2 separate regions of the Mus musculus genome follow, and region 1 is linked to region 2. The links are chromatin contacts, called in public HiChIP or PLAC-seq maps. All regions are on one chromosome and are shown on one strand. Each heading gives the region's core, a stretch centred on a gene start, on an enhancer-like site or on the middle of the called end of the contact. The rest is flanking DNA. Distances are from core to core; before and after follow the strand shown. Region 1 overlaps Acan (aggrecan). Region 2 has its middle 18 kb from the start of Mrps11.

Region 1 (3,629 bases), core at 221-2,720, 260 kb after region 2:
CAGAAGGGTAGGAGGGGGCACTTGAAGGAAGGGGAGCTTCTCTCAGCCCCGCCTCAGCTTAAACAGTCTTCTGGGTCCTCTAGGGCCGTTCCCCAAGCCACCTGAAAGGCAGTGTGGCGTAGGGGTGGGGGGCATCATAGAAGCACTGTGTCATCCAATCAGAACTCAGCCATAGCTGGGTGTGGTGTCACAGGTCTATAGTCCCAGCTCTAATCCCAAGAGGATCTTGAGTTTGAAGTCACCCTAGACTAGATAGCAAGATCTTACCTTTTTAAAAAATTGATATAGAATATTTGCCTGGCATTGACATCCTGGGTTCCACTGAGTGTGCAGTGCACACCTGCAATCTAAACACTCCGAAGGTAAGAGCAGGAGAAGCAGGAGCTAAAGGTCTTGCTCAGCTACATAGCAAATCTGAGAACATCTTGGGCGACATGAGTCCCTGTCTCAGATAATCAAGGTGTAGGGAAAAGAACCTAACAGACAGTCCCAGGTCCCCCATCATCCATCATCCACCCTTGGGTCACCGTCTGGCTCTGTCCTCCATATCCTACTCATCTCCAGGGCCACACTTAGGAATACTTCTCTCTTCTTTTAGGAGAGAAATATCCAAGCAGAGCATCCCAGGCTCTAAAGAGCATGTCTTCCTGGTCCCAGCCACCACCCCAGCCCTGAGGAAGATGGTTTTCCTAGAGCCTGAACTCTTGGCCTCACATTCTTCATCCCGTCACCCCCACCTCCTTCTTGATCTCCCAAGCCAGGGCTGTCTTACTTCCCAGCCTCCCTGCCTCTACCTCTATATGTCGATGGCTGAGGGGAACAGCTAGACTTTGGAATGACTGTAAAACTTGCAGGATGTTGTCCAACTTGACCAGACACTGAAAGAGAACTGTTATAGAGAGGAGGGTAATCTTCAGGTTGGAAATTAGAGCCATCTAAGGAGCTGGTGAACACTGTATATGGCAAGCCAGCCTCCTCTGTGGGATGAGCGATGGGGACAGGAATCTGATTTTTCTAGTGATTCTCCTAGCCTGAGTCTCTCCTTGAGAGGTTAGTGGCTGATGCTGTAGCTGTGCTCTGCAAGGGCAGGGGGAGTCGAGAACTGTTCCACCTGCCCCCCACCCTTATGCCTGAGACAGGGCCTTGCTTCCAGAACACAGCTGATCTTGACCTTGGATTAAATGAGTACTTTTGTCCCTAGGTGCAAGACAAAGATTCACACACACACACACACACACACACACCAAATTTAAAAAAAAAAACCCAGCTTCTAAAAAACATACCTTCAAGGACAATAGACAGAGTGTTTAAAAGGGTGTCATCTCTTAGGGAGACTGAGGAGTTAAGCAAGTTCCTTTTCAGGGGACTGGAATCTCCTTCAAGTCTCTCAAGCCGAATGTAGCAGCAGGCTAGAAGCTCTTTCTGCCTACAGCAGGCTGAGAGACTCAGTCTAAAGAGCTGCTGATCCAGCAGATCTGTGGAAGGAAAGGCTGCTGCACTGGAGCCCAGGGGCAGACCAAGGAAGAGGCTGGCCCAGCAGGATGCCTAAAAATCCTGTCTCCTGCAGCTAAGAGTATAGCTCAGTAGGCAGAGTGCTTGTCTAACGTGCACGAAGCCCTGGATTTGATAGTGCGTGCTTAGAATCCCAGCCAATCAGAGGCAGGAGACCAGAACTTCAAGGTTGCCCTTGATCACGTAATGAGGTCAGTCAGGGCTATGTAAGACCCTTTCTCAAAAATGGAAACAAATAAAAATTCTCAGCCTTCTCCCATCACTGGCTAGAAGCCCTTTACTCCCTCCCGTGGGCTGGGTCCCGCCTCATTTTCACATCAGCCACCTTCTGTTTAAAGGTCTTCGTAACTATACAGAACTTTGGCTCTTTTGCTGCTGCCGTTGCTCACTGGACCCAAGGGAGATTGTTTGTCGTTCCTGTGGGAGCCTCAGGCCAGTCCTGCTATGGGATTGAACTCCCTCCAAGCCTCCTAACTGAGGCAGAACCCTGTGTGCTCCATCTCCCTCTTAGGTGTTACCAGAGGCCATGTGTCTGTGAATAGCACCCCGGGGAGGTGAGCAGTGTCTCTGGAGTCCAGTAAGGAGCTGTCCTGTCAGCACTGGCCTCTATCACCCCATGCATAACACCACCCTCATCAGGCCCACAGCCTGGAGCTGCCATGGTATCTCTCAAGGCATTCGTATCCTCCCCAGTAGCCTCACCCTGGGATGCTCACTTGGTTCCTCCAAAACAACCCACATTGACTTCTGTATCGAGTTTTGATATCTTAGCAGAGAGAGTCCTCTATGCCTGTAGGACCTGGCTGCTTTTTTTTGTGGGTTTCACCTCCATTCCTGGAGGATGAGGGTGTCGACTCAAAGTGGGAATATGAGGATGGGGAGGGCTATTACCAAGGAACAGCTTGGCACTGGGTTATGGCCTAAGATTGGTGGACCTTCCCTGAGCTCACTGTTCTCCTCTTGGGAGTTCCACCTACTATCTCAGTTTCTTAGGGGCTCCTGGTCTACCAGAAGCCAAACTAGGAAGATATTCCTCTGACATCTAGCAATGTGTAATGATTGAGAAAGGATAACTGATTCACTAAAAATCCTATGTGGAATGGTCTACCTTTAGAATTATGCAGCAATCAAATGGCACGGCCATCTATACCGCCCCTTCTCAAAGCACTGCATTGCAGAAGCTCCCAAAAGACCCGAGAGTGGCCCTGACATGCATTCTGTCTTAGAGTTCTATTGCTGTGAAGAGACACCATGGCCAAGGCAACTCTTATGAAGGAAAACATTTAAATTGAGGGTGGCTTATAGTTTCAGAGGTTCAGTCCATTATCATCATGGCAGGAAGCATGGCAGTGTACAGGCAGACATGGCGCTGGAGGAGCTGAGAGTTCTACATCTTGATCCAAAGGTAGCCAGGAGGAGGCTCTCTTCCTCACTGGGTGGAGCTTGAGCACTAGGAGACCTCAAAGCCAGCCCACACAGTGATACACTTCCTCCAACAAGGCCACACCTCCTAAGAGTGCCACATGCTATGGGCCAAGCATATTCAAACCACCATGAATGGGATCAGACCAAATCTTCTTCTGCAGTCCATGGGCCGTAGGGAGCTGATGTAGAGACATGCCTCCTAGGTTGAGTTTCCCCAAGGCTCAGTTCCTCTCCACCCCCACCCCCGTGCTCCCACCTCTGTCTTCAGGGCTTTGACCTTTCTGTTATGCAGCCGACACGCCCTGCCCACTTGGTTATTCAGGTACACAGGTTGCTTTCCTTTTGTCCACCCCGTTGAAAGAACACAAATATTCCTGTTCACGTACCCTGGCTGCTTTTTTGATGTGGCTTTTGTAGTTGATCACTCTCAGCAAGTTTCTCTGATGACTTTGTCCCCATCCATACCCCTGACATATGAGGTACAAATGGCCGCAACCCAGTGCTCTTTAAACTGTGCTCCAGGGAATCTGCGGTGGGGGAGGCCTATGATAGCCCCACATGAGTCACAGAGGTGCATGGAGAAGGATTGAGTCAATAATTTGGCAGATCCCTCTGTCAGACTCTATCAGGACCACCCCAGTTTTCTGTCTTTTGGAACCCACCAATAAGATGCATTCTATTCTTGTAATAGA
Region 2 (4,000 bases), core at 1,278-3,777:
CTCTGCTTCTCCTCAGCTGGCATCATCCAACCTGGCTCTGCCTCCACTCTGAACACATGAGATGGAGAGACCTTCAGCTCCACTCTGGAGCCCTGGCTAGGAACCTTGTAGTGAATGCAGATGTTAACCCATCTGGCCCTGGCTATACTGTTATCATCATCATCATCATCATCATCATCATCATCATCATTATACACTAGTTTTTATTTTTATTAGATATTTACCCTGAAATTGTAATTAGAAAGTTTGTATAAGAGCCATCACCCATCTTCCTGTTTCCCTTACTCAACTGTGGAATAAGCCAGATTGCTAAAAATATGTAGCCAAAATCTAAGATGAAATTAAAAAGCCAAATGATTCGAGAATATCCCTCATAAGAATTTCTTCCGTCCCTCCTCCTTCAACATCTCTCTGTAACCAAATGCAAAGTTCCGATGCCCTGGTAACTACTGTCCTGAGCAGATAAGAGGCCAGTGGGGAGAGAAATTCGGGAGCCTTCAGTAATTTCACAGGACAGGAAGTAAGTATAAGTGTGCATGTCTGATATGAGTGTATGTGGTGGCAATAGTATTGATAAGAAGGGGATCCAAAAACAGAGCACACTGGCACTCAAAATCCTAATAGAGGCTGGGAAGGCAGGGTGGTGGGCAACAGTGACTTTCAGCGAGGCCGTGGGCAAGCGCAGTGCACAGTCTATATGGCAGTCGCTTTTCTCATTGATGCAACCAAAATACCTGACAAGAAACAACTTATTTGGGCTCACCATTGAGGAGACACAGTCAGGGAGGCACTGTGGCAGGAACATGGATCTCATTGCATCTACAGTCAGAAGTCAGAGAAGAGTGGGGAGAGGAAGGGAGAGATAAGGAAGGGGAGAGAGACAGAGACAGAGGTGGGGAGAAGGAGAGAGGGAGGGGAGGGAGAGAGAGAGAGGGGGAGAGAGAGAGAGAGAGAGAGAAATGCTGTGCTCGGAACACTTCCCCCTTTTTCTTCAGTCTGGGACTCCAGCCATCAGTGGTTCCACCCTTAGAATGGTCTTCTCTCTGCACTTAAACCTTTCTGGAAACACCCTCATAGACATACCTAGAGATTCTAACTCCAATTTTGTCAGTAATTATGGTTAACCATCACAGTGTGGCAAACAGCACAATGTGAGGTCGAGTCGGGCACCAGATCCCAGGCAGGACCCTTTAGATGCTGCCTCATAGAACAGAGAACTTCATAGTCTTTGCAGATGCATTTTAATTAAGGATTCTGAGGCTGGGGGCAGAAGTGCCCCGCCACCCCCATTCCTTATAAAAATGTAGGAAGCTTTGACCATAGGTAAGAATGAGAGTCATGTGACTCAGAAGAAGACTAGAGAGATATGTCACAGGAAGCCAGAGAATCAAGAGTCTTTCTCAGAGCCTCTAAGGATGAACAGACCCAGGAACAAATCAGTTTTTGTCCACTGCTGCCTGACCTCAGGCTCCTGATCTCCAGAGCTGCAAACAACAAAGCTATTTGCCTGTTTGTTTGTTTGTTTGCTTGCTTTCCTTCCTTTCACTGTCCTGGAAATCAAACTTAGGGGCCCCAAACCCCTATGTACCCTACCTCTGGGTCCCAGCCCCAGTCCCAGCATGCCCTTGCTTTCCCCACTTTTTAATCTAATACAGATCTCAATAACAGCTAGCCTTGAACTTATTCTATAGCCTAGACAGGCCTTGAACTCCAGAGCCTCCTGCTTCAGCCTCCAGTGTAGCTGGGATTACAGACCTGTGCTACAAGCTCTTGCTAGCTCCGTTGTTTTGAGGCCTCTGGCAGCACTCATTTGTTCCAGAAGCCTTAGGGGTGCATACAGAGGGGCAGGAGAGAGAGGTGGGGATGTCGGTGAGGATGGAGAGGTGTGTAGAGGACAACCGGACCAGGCTTGGGTGGACTGTGTGTGGGGAAAGGAATAGAGGGCAGCTCTGGCCGGGAGTTGCCAGGGTCACAGCATGGGAGGAAGGTATTTGAGAAAGATCTTTCTGGAGCCTGGTGGAGGCAGGGAGATCTAGGAGCCCTGCTTTATTTAACCCAGGTGGAAAGTGAAGGAAAAGCTGAGTAACAGAGGAGCAGGAACATGATGCAGTGCTTTTCCAGACAGGCTGGGGAGGGCAGAGATGGGGGAGACGCTCTGAGGCTGCTGCAAGGAATAGCACAAAGGAGCCTGCCAGTCCTCCCCAGGGCCTCCTCCTCTGAGAGATGGGCTGCTTTTTCCTTACCTGCATCCTGGACCCTTGGAGGGGGCACGTGCCCCTAAGCACAAAGCACAAAGCACAGGCAGAGATCCTGGGGACACGCAGGGATCCTGAGCCCAGCGTCCCTGAGAGCAGGCAAAAGCACTTTTTTTTTGTCCTGTTGGGACTGGGATAATTGGGGCATTAAGGAAAATGCATTTCTCACCTATTTTCTGTCTGATTGAAACGTACTTTGCAGTCATTTAGAGCTCTCACACCTCCTCAAATCAGAGCTCAGCTCACTCAGATGGAGGCAGAAAACTGGGACATCACATGGCTCCTGAGGCTCCCAGGATTTGACAAGCAAAAAAAGATACAACCTCACCCATATCCCTAGCATCTGAAGACATGGCCAGTCTGGGCAGACTACGCCCCTTGCCTGGCTGCACCCTTCAGAAGTGAGGTGGAGATCCAGGAGGACTGCACTTGCCTCCCATCACTGCCTCAAGACAACTCTGTGTCTTGTCTTCTTCTCTAGATCCTGACGGCACCATTTCAGGAAGGGTCCCTGGCTCCGAGGTTATTCTTGATTGTAAGACTAAGAGCTTAAACAGGGAGTGTGGCTCAGTGATAGGGTGCTTGCCTAGCATGTGCAAGGTTCTAGGTTCAAGCCTCAGTCTCATACACACACAGAGACACTCATACACACACATACACAGACTCATACACAGAAATACATAGATGCACATATATGTACAAAGACACACACACATACACAGACTCATACACAGAAATACATAGATGCACATATAGGTACAAAGACACACACATACATACACAGACTCACACATACAAATACACACAAACACATTCACACATGTACATAAGACACACACATACATACACAGACTCACACATACAAATACACACAAACACATTCACACATGTACATAAGACACACACATACATACACAGACTCATACATACAAATACACACAAACACATTCACACACATGTACATAAGACACACATACATACACACATATATGCGCAAACACATATACACATATGTACAAGGCATACACATACACACATGAGGCCTAGAAGTATCTCTTTTCTTTTCTTTTCTTTCTTTTTTTTTTTTTTTTTTTTTGAGACAGGGTTTCTCTGTGTAGCCCTGGCTGTCCTGGAACTCACTTTGTAGGCCAGGCTGGCCTTGAACTCAGAAATCCGCCTGCCTCTGCCTCCCAAGTGCTGGGATTAAAGGCATGCGCCACCACCACCCGGCTCTCTTCTCTTCTCTTCTCTTCTCTTCTCTTCTCTTCTCTTCTCTTCTCTTCTCTTCTCTTCTCTTCTCTTCTCTTCTCTTCTCTTCTCTTCTCTTCTCTCTCTCTCTCTCTCTCTCTCTCTCTCTTCTTTTCTTTCCCACAACCATTTGAGTTAAGAGAAAAAGGCTGGTCTTTAAGAATGTCCCTTTCCTCTGGCACTGTATAAAACTGGGTGTAATGGCAGCAGACAGCTGTAACCCCAGCACACAGAGAGCAAAAGCAAGATCCGAAGTTCAAGGCCATTCTCCCAGGATATGTGAGACCCTGTTTTCAAAAGTTCAATCTGATAGTCCTTTCGGCGACAAAAGTTGAAAATCTGCCCAAATATTAAACCAAACTTGAGCCTCACTGACTACTCAGAGCTTTTAACCTTCCTCTGGCTCCTCTCCTCCACTTCAAGCCTGAGCAGAACATGGAGCCAAGAGGTGAGGCAAAGCCTCAAGCAGTATTCTTGGTCAGCACGCCTCCCTCACT

The links. HiChIP or PLAC-seq counts read pairs in DNA pulled down with a chosen protein or histone mark.
Region 1: a contact with region 2 is called in an H3K27ac HiChIP or PLAC-seq map of SST interneurons, with 6 times the contacts expected there. The contact joins two enhancer-like sites. A contact is called at or near these places in 1 of 39 promoter capture datasets (embryonic stem cells), 24 of 484 Hi-C or Micro-C datasets (the 63-12 cell line, the AML12 cell line, B cells and 15 more) and 2 of 115 datasets of contacts at active chromatin or transcription factors (SST interneurons and embryonic stem cells).

What each region holds. Positions count from the first base shown.
Region 1 is chr7:79,059,036-79,062,664 of GRCm38.p6, forward strand. The region is part of intron 1 of Acan (aggrecan); the gene reads left to right. Among named protein-coding and RNA genes, the nearest start is that of Gm26633, 7.5 kb to the left of the region's middle. Within about 2 kb of position 1,471, at least 2 of the 459 cell types and tissues checked have an H3K27ac peak or open chromatin away from gene starts, as enhancers often do. A contact at or near this core is called in SST interneurons, where this site is marked.
Region 2 is chr7:78,799,409-78,803,408 of GRCm38.p6, forward strand. No RefSeq gene overlaps it. Among named protein-coding and RNA genes, the nearest start is that of Mrps11, 18 kb to the left of the region's middle. Within about 2 kb of position 2,528, at least 18 of the 459 cell types and tissues checked have an H3K27ac peak or open chromatin away from gene starts, as enhancers often do. A contact at or near this core is called in SST interneurons, where this site is marked.